Regions from separate parts of the Oryctolagus cuniculus genome. Here region 1 is linked to region 2. Evidence: chromatin contacts called from public Hi-C data. All regions are on one chromosome and are shown on one strand. The core of a region is the stretch at or near the end of the contact, and the rest is flanking DNA. Distances in the headings are between cores, read along the strand shown. Region 1 holds the start of DUSP6 (dual specificity phosphatase 6). Region 2 has its middle 96 kb from the start of DUSP6.

The links. Hi-C and Micro-C count contacts between places; a contact is called where the count stands out from the background.
Region 1: a contact with region 2 is called in a Hi-C map of an unstated tissue, with 2.5 times the contacts expected there. The contact joins the promoter of DUSP6 here to the enhancer-like site in region 2. A contact is called at or near these places in 2 of 6 Hi-C or Micro-C datasets (ear pinna and an unstated tissue).

Annotation. Positions count from the first base shown.
Region 1 is chr11:92,001,562-92,004,473 of mOryCun1.1, reverse strand. DUSP6 (dual specificity phosphatase 6) reads left to right here and starts at 1,585. Exons shown (of 3, transcript XM_002711379.5): 1 at 1,585-2,562. The coding sequence starts at 2,163. It overlaps LOC103348378, which reads left to right. Exons shown (of 5, transcript XM_070053191.1): 4 at 1-272; 5 at 595-888. The coding sequence ends at 759.
Region 2 is chr11:91,905,762-91,908,896 of mOryCun1.1, reverse strand. No RefSeq gene overlaps it. Among named protein-coding and RNA genes, the nearest start is that of DUSP6, 96 kb to the left of the region's middle. Within about 2 kb of position 1,251, at least 1 of the 8 cell types and tissues checked has an H3K27ac peak or open chromatin away from gene starts, as enhancers often do.

The DNA.
Region 1 (2,912 bases), core at 336-2,835, 95 kb before region 2:
CGGGGTTAGGGAGGGGAAGCCGGATTAGGGCCCGCGCCTTCCGGCCGCGGCCCCCTCCTCCGCGCGCCGCCGACCGCGCACAGGTGGTTTTCCGCTGGGAGGGGCGCCTGGCACTTTTATGTAACAATAGAGCTCGGCGCCTCGGCCGGCCTGCGCCCCCTACCGCCGCCCACAGCTCGCCTGCCTGGCCCGCACCTCCCCAAGTTACCTGCTGGCTCTGCGGGGGGCCAGAGACGTGCCCCGAGACCCCCTCATATTTTGAGAGCCAGGAGGTACTGTCAGGCTCCACTCTAAGCCGCTCACCCGCCCCCGATCTCTAGGGAGCCCGGAGTTCCTCGCTCAGCCCCGCACCCGTCCACGGGGTCGCGGGAGGCCCCTCGCCCGCCACACGGGGAGGCGCGGGCGGCGGGGCCGTGGGGTGGGGGTGGGGGGGTGAGGAGTCCCATGCGCAGGCGCGGCTGGTGCTCCCCGACTGCCCGGCGCTGGGCTAGGGGCTGGGGGGCTGCTGGGGCTGGGGAGGCGCCCCTCGGACTTGCTTCCAGGGCTGCGGTAACCCATCCCCGAGTCCTCCCGCTGAGCCCCCTCAACCTGCAGGCCTCCGGCAAGGACTCCCCCGGTGCCAAATCCGACCGCGGGCAGTGCCAGTCCGGCGCGGCGCGTCGTAGCGCCCCTCGCAGGCACTGCAGTCGAAAACTCAGCTTCTCGCCCAGAAATCACGAAGGAACGCGACCCCGCAGCGCTCCGTGGCTGAGACCCTAGTGGGGCGCGGGGGGCAGGGGCTGGATCACGGACACAATGGCTCCTGTCGCTCCACGCTGCCGGAGCGGAGTCAAGACAACGGACTGCTGGCGAGTTCCCTTCTGTACGCGACACTGCTTTTAAACCAAAGTCTTTTTTTTTTTTTAAGTATATATGCTGCCGAACCGAGCCCTTTTTTTTTTTTTAACTAAAAGCTTTGGGGGGGGGGGGGGTTGTGTAACCAGACGACCACCACCAAAAAAAAAAATTGTGTATTTGTTCGCTTAAAAAATGTTTCAACAAACTGGCTTGTTTCGAAAGATGTTGGATTAGCATTTAACACCTCGGCGGTCACTAAAGCCGCAAAGCAGCTCACCAGCCCCAACACGGCCTCGGCTAAAAGAACATCAGAGAAAACAGAGCTGGGCTTTTAAAACTTGCAAACAAATGCCACACACCGCCTAGAAAGGGGGGGGGGGGAGGCTAAAGAGAACTCAGGTCCAAGCGAGTGTGCTGGGAACAAAGGGGGGCAAAGGAGGGGGGTGTAGCACAAGTTTCCCTAAAGCTATCTCGCAAGCACAAGCGTAGCGAACAAGGGCCTTTGTGCATGCTAACTGCACCGTGTATGCGCTAAAGTTCCGACGCGAAGTGCGAACTCTCGGCAGAAGGAAACACGAGACAACTGAAGTGCCCCGGTTTGTGCGCCCCGCTCCTCCTCCACCGCCGCCGCCGCCTCTCTCTCCTCCTCCCGCCCAGCCCGCTGCTGCAGCTTGTTTGCACTGGGGCTTATCCGGAGCGGAAATTCCTTTCCGTTTTTGTGAATGACAAACTCATTAACAATTCATCAACACAACCTGTTCCAGCCGGCCCGTCCCCACGGCAACAGCCCCTTCCGCAGCGCGCTCATTGGCTGGCCCGGAGAATGTATCCATTGAGGCGCTCGCTGTTTGTATCCATTGAGGAGCTGCCTCGCGCAGGGGGTGTGCGCGGGTTGAGTCCTAGGGACAGTGAGCAAATCGAGGCTTTGGTAATCCGGGGAGAGAGACGCCCGGGTAGATCTGAGGTGCAGCCTCAGAGGGAGGGATTAGCAGCCGCTAGACTTTTTTTTTTTTTTTCCTTCTTCTTCTCTCGGTAGCACGGAGTCCGAATTAATTGGATTTCATTCACCCGGGAGGAACAAAACTGGGCAGCTTCATTCAGAGATTCATTGACGCCGGGCGCGAGCGGCTGCAGCTCGGGTGCAGAGAGGACGGCCGGGTTCCCGTCTGTCTCGCCTTCCCCAGCCGCTAGCCTGGACTTGGGAAAGGCGAGGCGGAATTAAAACCCCGCTCCGAGAGCGGCGGCTTCGCGCGGCGCGCTCGGCCTATGCCTGCCCCGAGGGGCGTCTGCTAGGGCACCCCACCTTCTCCTGCAGCTCGACCCCCATGATAGATACGCTCAGACCCGTGCCCTTCGCGTCGGAAATGGCGGTCAGCAAGACGGTGGCGTGGCTCAACGAGCAGCTGGAGCTGGGCAACGAGCGGCTGCTGCTGATGGACTGCCGGCCGCAGGAGCTGTACGAGTCGTCGCACATCGAGTCGGCCATCAACGTGGCCATCCCGGGCATCATGCTGCGGCGCCTGCAGAAGGGCAACCTGCCGGTGCGCGCGCTCTTCACGCGCAGCGAGGACCGGGACCGCTTCACCCGGCGCTGCGGCACCGACACGGTGGTGCTGTACGACGAGAGCAGCAGCGACTGGAACGAGAACACCGGCGGCGAGTCGGTGCTCGGGCTGCTGCTCAAGAAGCTCAAGGACGAGGGCTGCCGGGCCTTCTACTTGGAAGGTACGTGCCCCAGGCGCGCGGCCAGGGCCACCCACACCCAGCAAGGGGCCGGGAACCACGCGCGCTCCGCGCGGCAGAGCCGGGCCGCGGAGGTTTCTTGCTAACCCGAGATCTGCGTCTTTCACCTCCACCTCGATCCTAGTTTTCTACCTTCTCAATTTGAAGTAAGATTTGCAGGGCTGGGGAGGTGGTGGTGGTGGGGTTACAGAAATGTTGCCAATTTGTGCATTTCCGGACTCAAAAGAGTGAGGGATCCCCAGGGGAGGCGGCCCGGTTCCTTCCATTCCTGAGGGCGCACATTTAAATGTGTTTTTCTGATCTTCGGCTCTGCGCGCAAGGGGGTTGGAAGG
Region 2 (3,135 bases), core at 2-2,501:
ACTGTGGGCAGTGGCTTTACCCTCTATACCATAGTGCCAGCCCCTTTGATAGTACTTTTTACGTAAAGAATCTTCAGGAATAGATTAGAATTAGCTTAGAATATAATTAGGAATCTAAAGGTTGCCAGCATGCAAGATTGTGTGAACACATAAACCTATTATAAGCCTTAAAGAATCATTGTGAACCACAAGTCTAATGAAAAGAACATTGTAATAAAAGGGATCATCAAAAGGTTCTTGGAAAATTCACATTATTTCATTTATTTGTTTATTTGAGACAGATATATAGAAAGAGCTCCCTTCACTGGTACCCTCACCAAGTGCCCACGATGGCTGGGAGTGGGCCAGGCTGCAGCTCAAGGAAGGAATTCAACCCACATCTTCCACATGGTGGCAGGGACCCAACCACCCGAGTCATCGCCACTGCCTTCCAGGGTCTGCATTAACAGGAAACTGGAGTCAGGAGCTGGAGCTGTTTCTGAACCCAGGTACTCTGATGTGGGAAGCTGGCATATTATGCAGAATCTTAACTTCTAGTCTAAATGTCCACCCCACATTTTCTTTTCATTCTGCTGTTCTACAAACTACTGTAGCCTCTTTGTAGATACTGGGAAAAGTGGATTCTTATCTGAGTTCTATTAGTAACTAATTATGTGACTTATGGTAAATGCTTTAGACTTTCTGTATTTCTTTCCTAACCTATGAAAAATAATGCATTTGAGTTTTGGTAGAAATATGAACTTGTGTGTAGGCTTTTGTATGTAGAAATACAAGGGGTCCCTTGTCACGCTCGTGGGCTTGTGCTGTAGTATTGCTAATGAAGTTGTTACCCTCTGCATGTTCTCTTGGAGCCAAAGGCTGGTGTTTTCTCTTTCCTGCCTGGCGTGAGACATACTGAGTATGAGTGTGTTAACTTTGGTCTTCCTGGCATTATACTTGAACCAATTAAATGAATGATGTAGCAAGTGCAGTTGCCACAGAGTTTATACCCAATAATATCCCCAAAGGGTTACACATGGCTGATCCTTGACCCAGGAAAGGCAGTTATAAAAATCCACTACGCAACTGGACGCTGACAAAAGTTGTTTCTCAGTGAGTCATTTGTCAGTGGTAACAAGAAAGAGTTAGGGACAAGTGGAAAATGTTTGTTATTTTTATGGCAACTAAATTTCAACAGATGAGCAGAAAGTTGTCATGGGGCACATGTGAATAACAGTTGGGTTATTTCAAAGCCAACAACCCTTGCTTCCTGTAGGAGTGCTTGCAAATGCCTATCATTCAAACATCTTTCCAGTTACCAATTCAGCCTTTGTGGAAAACCAGTCTCTGCTATTTATATGCAGCCGGAAACAGGGGATGAAGGGGTCGGACCTGGAGGAGGGTTCTGGTTTGGATTTTGTTCTCTTCACAAGTCCTTTAACCATTCTGGGAATGTGTTTTTTCATCTGTAAAATGAAGCTGTTTTTAGATAAATCCCTCAAGATCATTTCTGCTCTAAATATCTGTGGCTTATGAACTCAATGACCATAAGTAAGTGGTAAAATCTCAGTATCATCTTGTTGATTATGAAATCAGGGGAAAGGGTATTTGTTTGTAATAGGCCTTAATCAACAAATGATATCTCTCAACTGTGCCTTTATGACATGTTTGATCTAGGCTTGCTGATATATGAGTGGTAAACTGTTGACTCGGCTGTTTTGCATAATAAATTATTCCTAATGAGAAATTTAATGTAAGATAATTGCAGTTTCAAATCCTTATCTATGGAAAGGTTATTGACTTGTTTTCTTTTGGGAATAAACCTCATGAGTAAGCTTTCTCTAACTGTGTGATACAGGGTCTAGAATATTTAAAAATATTCTAAGGTACCAGCACCTTCTCCCCCAAAATGCCACTCTTGCCATTTGAATAAAGGTATCCTTCCAAGCTTAACACTCAAGAAATCTCACTTTATTTTCTTTAAAAGGCATTGAATTGAAGATTCTGAGGAAGCTGCTGGCTGCTCACCATGGTGCTGTAACAGTTATTTATTTATAATATGTCGGTCCCTGGTGAATGGATCAGAGGTAGTTTGATTTTATATATTTTTCCAAAGGGTAGTTTGTCAGGTTTTATGAGCTTGTACAGTTATTATGGGGGGTTCTCAGCATCTAGATGATGAGCCTAACAGTTGAAATTGACTTACAATTCCTTGTCATATCTGCAGTTCTGCAGAGCCCTAGATTCCTTGCACGTGTCGAAAAAGCGACATAGTTCTGCATGGGCTGACCCGATGTTTTGTGCTTTATCCGAGGTGGCTTGTTTCTCAGAAAGAATGAGACTGCTGTAAGAAATGAAAGATAAGCTATGGTGAGACAGTTATCAGGTTAATAAAGAAGGGACTTAGATAAAGGCCCTGAGATGAAAGGCCAACAGCAGGGCTGAAATAGCAACTTGGCTGGGTTATCACGCGTAGGTCTGTGAGAGCGAACCCTTCTTGTGCAACGTTGCCATCACAGTCTATACTGAGGAAGGCATGTGCAGCGCAGGACAACCCTCTTCACTGATTAGCATTTCCTTTCACTTTGAAAGAGCAGGTCATGTGCTCGGACAATTACAGACCATAAATCATAATTGGTCAATGAAATTGTGATTTTCCTAAGTATTTCCTTAGTTCTTTTTTTCCCAGAACCCCAAACTTTCCTAGGACAATAGTTTCATTTAATGGCTTAGCTTTTGTGTGGGGAAGGCCATAAATCTTCCTAAATATTTAGGAATTATTTTCAAACATCTAGATGAAACTCTCTGTTAATGGAGTAGATGCCTGTGAGACTGTACCATTCATTTTTCCTTTCGGTAGAGACAGTATCCTCACTGTCTTCCACTTGCCCTTTTTGAAAGAGGGCTCTAATTTTGAAATCGTATCTATTTTAAAATATTCAAGCAGGCCGGCGCCGCGGCTCACTAGGCTAATCCTCCGCCTAGCGGCGCCGGCACACCGGGTTCTAGTCCCGGTCGGGGCGCCGGATTCTGTCCCGGTTGCCCCTCTTCCAGGCCAGCTCTCTGCTGTGGCCAGGGAGTGCAGTGGAGGATGGCCCAGGTGCTTGGGCCCTGCACCCCATGGGAGACCAGGAAAAGCACCTGGCTCCTGGCTCC